Linked DNA regions of Bombyx mori: region 2 is linked to region 1. A link is a contact called in public Hi-C data. All regions are on one chromosome and are shown on one strand. The core of a region is the stretch at or near the end of the contact, and the rest is flanking DNA. Distances in the headings are between cores, read along the strand shown.

Evidence for each region. A called contact is a pair of places that touch in the nucleus more often than the background predicts.
Region 2: a Hi-C map of middle silk gland shows a contact between it and region 1, with 2.1 times the contacts expected there. The contact joins two enhancer-like sites. A contact is called at or near these places in 2 of 7 Hi-C or Micro-C datasets (middle silk gland and whole pupa).

Annotation. Positions count from the first base shown.
Region 1 is chr24:7,246,813-7,251,123 of ASM3026992v2, reverse strand. LOC101741098 (CCAAT/enhancer-binding protein zeta) reads right to left here. Exons shown (of 20, transcript XM_021353432.3): 9 at 2,333-2,538; 10 at 1,160-1,430; 11 at 405-564. Among protein-coding and RNA genes, the nearest start is that of LOC101741098, 10 kb to the right of the region's middle. Within about 2 kb of position 2,398, at least 2 of the 8 cell types and tissues checked have open chromatin away from gene starts, as enhancers often do.
Region 2 is chr24:7,450,589-7,454,972 of ASM3026992v2, reverse strand. It overlaps LOC101746832 (mitogen-activated protein kinase kinase kinase kinase 5), which reads right to left. Exons shown (of 21, transcript XM_038019700.2): 21 at 3,450-4,384. Among protein-coding and RNA genes, the nearest start is that of LOC101741556, 4.7 kb to the left of the region's middle. Within about 2 kb of position 1,647, at least 6 of the 8 cell types and tissues checked have open chromatin away from gene starts, as enhancers often do.

The DNA.
Region 1 (4,311 bases), core at 1,149-3,648:
CTAATGATAATGACAATAAATAATAATGTAAATTTTAAGTGCCCAGCGAAGCGGGTGAGTGCGGTTAGTCTATATTTATATATATAAAAATGAATTGCTCGTTAGTCTCGCTAAGAACGGCTGGACCGATTTGGCTAATTTTGGTCTTGTATTATTTGTGGAAATCCAGAGAAGGTTTAAAAGGTAAATAAATATGAAAATGCTCGTAATGAAATAAAAATAACAATTTTCTTTTTCCTTTGATATGTCGCCTGTCGGACGGATTCCTTTTGTTTGTTTTAAGTTTATTTTGTACAAAGGTTTAGGTTTAGGTACTACGAAGTCGGCTGCACGGTTCAGTAGTTATAACGGTACATCCGTAAAAACCACTGTAGATTTATATATTAGTATAGATAACAACATACCCAAGAGCAGATCTTTTTTATCGCCACGCAGTAAATCAACTTTTTTAGTTTCCTTAACCTCCTCATCTTGGACGATGTCCGTGGGCTCAGCACCGTCTTTGTCTGTGCCGTTCTCGGTTGTATCCTGCTGTGGTCCTATAACATCTTCACTTTTGATTTCCTGAAAACGTTTTTACTTCATTAACGCGAGTATTATGCGACAGTAAAAAACAAAAAATAGATCAAAAAATGAAAATTCATGTCAAAAGTTGAAGTTGATTTTTAACCGAGTCCAAAAAAGAAAGCTCTTAATTATACTATTTTTATTGCAGTGTGCTTAGTGCGAGTTTTTTAACTTACCGATCGCGTAAAACGTTAACTCATTCCAACTCCATACAAATATGAGTTAACTTGTACGCGATCGAGAACATTAAAAAAACTCTTATTAAACACAATAAACGTCCTATTTAAACTGTATCAAGAGCTGAACCAGCAGTTTTTCAATTATCCTTAACTAGCGACCAGCCCTCGCTTCGCTTCGGAAACTGTAATTTATTATTGATATCTCCACTATTTAACGGATGTTATTAGACATACAAAGTTTCCTCTTCAATCACTCTATCTATTAAAAAAAACCGCATCAAAATCCGTTGCGTAGTTTTAAATATTTAAGCATACATAGGGACAGATATAGGGACAGAGAAAGCGACTTTGTTTTATACTATATAGTGATATAGAAGAAGAATATAGAAGATTGTATTAGCAGACTAACTTACTTCCTTCACCTCCCGTTTGTTCCATACAAGTTTGATGGCCTCCTTCTTGGAGGAGTCCTTCAGGACCCTCGACAGAAGGAAGATCATCCCGCAGGCCTGGGCCGGCAGCACGTAGCAGCACAGCTGGAGCAATCGCTTGACGAAGGCCACCACCCTGGGAATGTTCTTGTCCTGCTTCAGCGACTTGTAAACGAGCGAGAAGAGCAGAGCCGTGTGCGTAGTGTTCAATATGTCGGAGTTCGTCAGCTTCTTGTATAAGGCCGAGTAGTAACTGGAAATTATCGAGAAAACTATTCACGTTTTTTCTAACTAGTGGTCCCGCAATTGTCGAAGTTCGACTATAATTAATTAAAATTATAATTTCGGTTCTATTGTCAAAGACTATTTATGATACTGTTATAATCACAGATTTCGCCAAGACTACACTATAGACAAATATTAATAAAGACAAACAATATTTAATCTATTATCAATTTGACCACAGACTATAAGCAATAAGAAAAGTTCGACAATAAACAAAGAATGTATGTGTCATACACATGGTAGTGTGTTTTTTTATTGATTCAATGTATCATTAATGTATAATTTAAAAAAAATATTAGCTCTACACTCCTTCTCTACATTCTCTATAAGTGTGAGTAACTTTATACTCCTCCGTCCGCGCAATTTTCTTAAAAATGGATATAAAGTTTTTACTTCACGTTTTAATATACCGGGCACGGCTGAAAGTTTTTTTTTATTGCTTAGATGGGTGGACGAGCGCACAGACCACCTAGTGTTAAGTGGTTACTGGAGCCCATAGACATCTACATGCATAGATATAAGTCCTAAGGTCTCAGTATAGTTACAACGGCGGCCTCACCTTTCCAAACGAAACGCATTACTGCTTCACGGCAGAAACTAGGCAGCGTACCTACCCGCGCGGGCTCACAAGAGGTCCTACCACCAGTAATTACGCAAATTATAATTTTGCGGGTTCGATTTTTATTACACGATGTTATTCCTTCACCGTGGAAGTCAATCGTGAGCATTTGTTGAGAGTACGTATTTCATTAGAAAAATTGGTACCCGCCTGCGGGATTCGAACACCGGTACATCGCTACATACGAATGCACCGGACGTCTTATGCTTTAGGCCACGACGACTTTCATTAGGGGTGTCGCGGGGGCTCACCGGTCGCTGGTCCCGGTGGAGGCGTCGCTGATCTGGAACAGCAGAGCCAGAGCGTGCACGGATATATTGATGCCGGCCAGGTGCACAAGCCGGTGGATCGAGTCGATGTGGTCCTGAGTCTCTGTGAGCCGCTCCTTATCGGCGAACGGGTAGGCGCGTTTGACGCCCGTCAATATCGCTGACATTAGCCGGGAATCGATTTCGCCCTGGAACAATAAGTACCGCAGATTAGCGATGTTGTGTTCTCTATTTCTGTAAGCTAATAAAAATCTACACAGTGCTGTATGTACATTTCAATTCTGTTTTAATGTCTTTTTAATGGCGCGTTTAAAAATTTTAACGGCATTTTCAGCGGCCCCATTAGAAGCGGGATGATAGGGAGCTCAATAAATACGTTCTATGCCATTATGAATCAGAAACTTCTGAAAATTAGAGCTCGTAAGGCGGTCCATTGTCGCTGACCGTTTAGGTACGCTTAATTAAGGTATATTAATTATGCTTATAATGATTTTTTAAGGGATTTTATGACCTGGTAACGAAGACCTTCAAGTTCTGTAGTCGTCGTGGCCTAACGGATAAGACGTCCGGTGCATTCGTGTTGAGCGATGCACCGGTGTTCGAATCCCGCAGGCGGGTACCAATTTTTCAAATGAAATACGTACTCAACAAATGTTCACGATTGACTTCCACGGTGAAGGAATAACATCGTGTAATAAAAATGAAACCCGCAAAATTATAATTTGCGTAATTACTGGTGGTAGGACCTCTTGTGAGTCCGCGCGGTTGGGTACCACCACCCTGCCTATTTCTGCCGTGAACCAGTAATGCGTTTCGGTTTGAAGGGTGGGGCAGCCGTCGTTACTATACTTGAGACCTTAGAACTTGTATCTCAAGGTGGGTGGCGCATTTACGTTGTGGATGTCTATGGGCTCCAGTAACCAATTAACATCAGGTGGGCTGTGAGCTCATCCACACAACTAGGCAAAAAAAAAAAAAAAACAAACACTAAATAAAAGTCATTTTCGATTCAACCTTCCTTTGGAACCGTTTTAATCTCAATTTTATTGTTAAGTTTATTGGTAAGGGCTCTCGGAATCACTTAACACCAGGTGGGCTGTGAGCTCGTCCAGACATCTAAGCAACAAAAAAAACTGACTATTTTGATTATTTAACCCGATGATTGGTGGCAAATTTCAATTTGTATAATAATAAGGAGGGTGGGTGTCTTTTGAGCCCGCACGGGTATGTACCATCATCCTATCTATTTCTGCCGCGAAGCAGACGTGCTTTCCAGTTTGACGGGTTGAGATAGTACAATACGTCATGTCTTTAAGTGGGTTTAACGGAGCCACACTGTGACATCTACGGGCTCTTGGTAATCACTTAATACTAGATTGGCTGTACTGTGAGTCTCCCTGAACCATATACACGTTTGATGAGTTGTGAGCTGTCCCAGGGCCCTGAAACTACTATACTATAAGACAAATATTTTTTGTATGGAAACCAGCGAAATCTTGTAGCAGATGCCCCTAAGCTTATATGTTATTAAAGTTAAGGCATTTAACTATTATATAACTAAACACAGAAAAAAAAAGAAACATGTGTGCAATTCACACGTGTTAGAAGTGAAACCTTCAAAAATTAAAATACAATTATCCTAAATGTCTAAGTATATGTAAAATTTTGTCATTAGTAAATAATTGTAAATGATCTTTTATAGTATGATCGATCGATATTTTAACGTCACGTATAATCCTAAATTGAAATTCACTTTATGAGGTTTCATACGCACGTTAGTACTAAAAAATCTCATAGATGGCGCTGTAATAAAAAAAAAATCGATACTTCCGTTGCATTCCTGCGTGACGTTACATCTGTAAAAATTTTACCCTCATGCGCCTAAAGAAGTTTCACTTAAAAAAATGTTTGTTATAGACAAATTGATTACATTTTATCAATTTGTGGTTTCGGAAAATGTA
Region 2 (4,384 bases), core at 398-2,897, 200 kb before region 1:
TTCACGTTTCAAGGCTGGTGTCTCATCAGTTAACCCATTAACGGCACTCATCCAAGGAGGAGCAATAAATGTATTCAATCATATAGTAAATACTAGAAAAAACCTGATATCTTCATCTTATGATAATTCCATATATCTTATAGTTAAGTTTATCTGAATCTGCGGATACTACTTCACTTATTACTTGTATTGTCCGCTTAAAAAACCTTTCCGAAATGAAGAATCCCACAAGTCGATGCGTTAAAATAAAATATAATAAAAAATTTAATAAAAGAAATAACCTACGTCTTAAAAGTAGTTGTACCTAATTTACCGAAAAAATAACAAATAAGAAACAAAGTAATTTTGTTACCTTTTTTTATTATGGAATAAAATATATCTGGAAACAAATTGTGTTCTCAAACCTCACGGCCAGGTTTGTGTCTACCTCTACCTATATATTTACAATTTGATAACTCTCAATTATAACGAAAATATATTCTAATTTTATATTAATATAAACTAAATACATATATTTTTCCTCTTGAATTTATTATCATCATTTTTTTTTAATTATCGAAGACTTAAAAACTATTCATAATATATTGAGATGAAAAACTTTAAGAAAAATTTAGCAACAAAACTAGTTTAGTAAAATTTAAATCGATTTTAACCCTTAAATGCGTCGGTATTAAATTATTTTAATTTATTCTCTGTCTTAAAAAATGTTTATCTTCTTTTTCTTATAGTGCCAGATGTCCTTAGTGGTTGAGATGGGCACATTATTATTGATAGTAGGTGTGAACACGCAGATAATAGAGTAGATAATGTTTTACAGGTTCCCTCGACGTAGGGTATCCGCTTGGTCCAAAGATGAGTGGCGGTATTTACGTTTGATCAGCTATTAATGGCTAATGTAACTTATTACCTACCATCCGAGGTAATAAATTTGGTTTGCAGTCTTGTAACTGCCGCCTATCTGCAGACTAATTCTTGTTGGAAAATGGTAATAACAACTCTGGTATTCGCAAATAAATCAATTGATTTCGTTTAATGTGGAAAATAGATGATTATGTATACTGTTGCGTTATAGACAGATATTAAAGTAACAGATTCAAAAGCAATCAAAATCAAAGTTTTGAAATTTGTTAAAATAACAATAACCAAGCGTATTTAAGGGTTACGATATAATTTAAAAGTACAAGTTCTAAGAAATGAAGCATGACTTTAAATCAGACTCTAACAGTAGTTATAGTAATAAATTTGCTAAGCAGAATAAGACAAAAATTTAGAAAATATCTAGTAGACAGTAATAACATAGAAAATTATTAGCAGAACTGTATAGTAATTTCTTTTCCAAGGTCTAAAACTGTAATCCAATACTTTATTAAAGGATAGGTACTTCTTGAACGAATATTCTGAGATCTATACAAGTAACGCGACCAATGAAGGCAACCGATTAAGGACCCGTAAAATTTTACTAGGACGTCAAAAAAATGCAAGTCGCACTCTTTATCACTCGCAAAAAAATAAAAAAGCCTCATAGACGTTCCAAAGCAGTGTCATACGTTATGTGCAAATTCATATTTAACGGCTTGCAAAGGTTTAGCCTACAGTCATCGAGTGGTAATATATCGATGCATACAGTACGTAGAGTACATCTCAATAAACACTATACACAAAACGCAACGGTCCATAGGTTTATTCACGTTCCCGCTAAAAAGTGCAAAAACCACAGATAAAAAATATCTCGGATAAATTATTTGGTCATTTGAAATTTTCGCAGGGCAGTCGTAATGTTGTAGATGTCGTTTTAACTTACTAAATACAGCTCCGCTAATATTTAAAAAAAAACATTACATATAAGAATACAATTAATAATATTGAAAATCGAAAAAAAGACCGCATTTAATGCTAATTCAGCGACATCACGCTTTATAATCTCTTTAATAGACTTAAAATCCAGACTTTCAAATATTATTTGTTTCTTAAACTACAAACCTAAACTTAATATCCATACTCTGGATTAATACTAAGCTTTCGCGAGATAAAGGTGTTTTTTTAAATCGTGACTGCAAAAGTAAAATTCCTTATTTTAGATACATATCGACCGATGTTTAATTGTTTAGGATTTCATTCATTTATAGCGACGCGACGTATCACAATATTTATTTTTGCTTGTTTTTTTAATTACTACAGAAATATTCATATTTAATGTTCACCTTATCATTTTTTGGTAAATAACATTTTCTTATCTAGCAATAATATTTATATTGCGCATGTTTATCACCGCAGCTGTAATACTGAGACCAGTGAGGGAAAACTTGACCGACGCTCATGTCATAAACAATGACAATGTATTGTTAATTGTTAAGAGGTTCCATGAGTGAGCACACCTACATGTTTCTGAATTTTAACTTTCACCATTTGATTATCTTACGAGAACGTGGCTTAGTTATATTTTCTGTGATTGTATTTCTGAGCAATAAAATAATATAATGGTATACATGTTGAGACAATATCTGATTATTCAAAGGTGGCACACAAATACTCAATGTACTTTTCATGACTTTACCCAAAGCAATATTACTTTTGTATGAAATGAGTAACAGAGTTTAGATAAAAGCCGTATTTTTACAGCGCTACACTTGTCACCGCGGATGTTCACATTCAAACATTGCTTTGGACTCTGCTTGCAATTTCAAATGTCATTCTCATACATTCAATCCGCCATATTGAGAAATTCTCCATAGACACAGCCCACTGAGTTTCTCGCCGGATCTTCTCAGTGGGTCGCGTTTCCGATCCGGTGGTAGATTCTGCGAAGCACTACTCTTGCTAGGGTCAGTGTTAGCAACTCTCCGGTTGAGCCCCGTGAGCTCATCTATAAACGTTAGGGTGAAGCTGAAATAGCCTCTCAAGGCTATAAGCATAGGTAGGAAAACAAAAAAATAAAAATTGAGAAATTGATAAGAAATTACAAATTACCTGTCGATTTAAAAAAAAAAAAAACAAGAACTAAATCGGCTCACCTTTATCTCGCGTTATCACTAATTATTTATTAAAATAGATAAAAATTCGAAACATTTATTAGGTACTGGTGTTCATTAGCGTACTATTTGTCATAAATATCTTAAATATTTCTCTCGTTCTAATGAGAAAATGGTGTTCTCATTTACTTACGTCTAATAAAGCTAACGGTTTAAAACTAATATTAAAACCGAATCATTTAAAAATATTAATTATTATGTGTCATCCCGCCAATAACCGTTATCCGTAGAGATGATACTAACATGTCGAAATACGTAGAGTATATGAGTGAAATAATAATTTTAAAAGTGCAGAATTAGACCAAAAAAACAATTTAAATCTTAACTAAAACAATCACGACATAAAAAGAATGTGTGTTGATAAAAAATGTAATATCCATAGTTTGCGGAAAGGAAAAATAAAAAATAAAAAAACCAAAATCATACAAAATAAACGTTTATTGAGAGAGGTATAAATAAAAAGGTATTATTTGAAAGCATAAAGTCGATGTAACCATAACAAAAAACAACTTGACAAAATAAAAAAATAAAAACGAAACAAATAATATTAATATTATTATTATTAAATTAGCGAAATCACAACGTTACTTAAGCGTACGTTCCTTTTCCTAAATTCTGTCAAGTTGATTTTCAAAATAACTGAAAACTGTGCGTGAAACGAAACGCCAGTGATAGCTTCGATGTTGACAACATTCAATCTAAAACTTCTACCATGATCACAGACAAAAAGGTAGAAACTGTTTTTAATCTCATTATTTACAGCCAGCGTCGATGGTGAAAAGCGATTTTTCTTTTTTCAATTCAAAGATAAACTCAAAAGAATTCAATTTAATAACGTTTTGCGTGCAATAAACAAAAAAAATACATCACAACTGTGATTTGAAATATCACAGTTCATAAGTTAATACCATCTGATCCAGTGACGGGCGAGTCTGGGATACACATTACAATCTGACTCCTGTGTGCTTAGTGCGAGTTTTTTAACGTTCTCGATAGCGTAAAAGTTAGCTCATATTTGTATATGGAATGGGATCATTTGCCTACGTTTGCCGCTAGGGGCGCTGTTCCAACTGTATACAAAATTGGCTTAACTTTTACGTACTTTTACGCTATCGCGAATGTTAAGAAACTCGCACTAAGCACACTGATCCGAATTCCGTAGACGCTCCAATCATGATTCATGATCAACTGTACAATGTCTTATGTGAGAGAAAATCGCCCAAAACGACCAAGATCGACCCTCAACCGACTCGACCATCGCTACCCTGACCTCAAAAGCTGCCCTCAGCGGCACCATCGAACCGTGGCGCTGCTTAATCAACACCCTTCCAACGCGATACAAATACAATGTACTT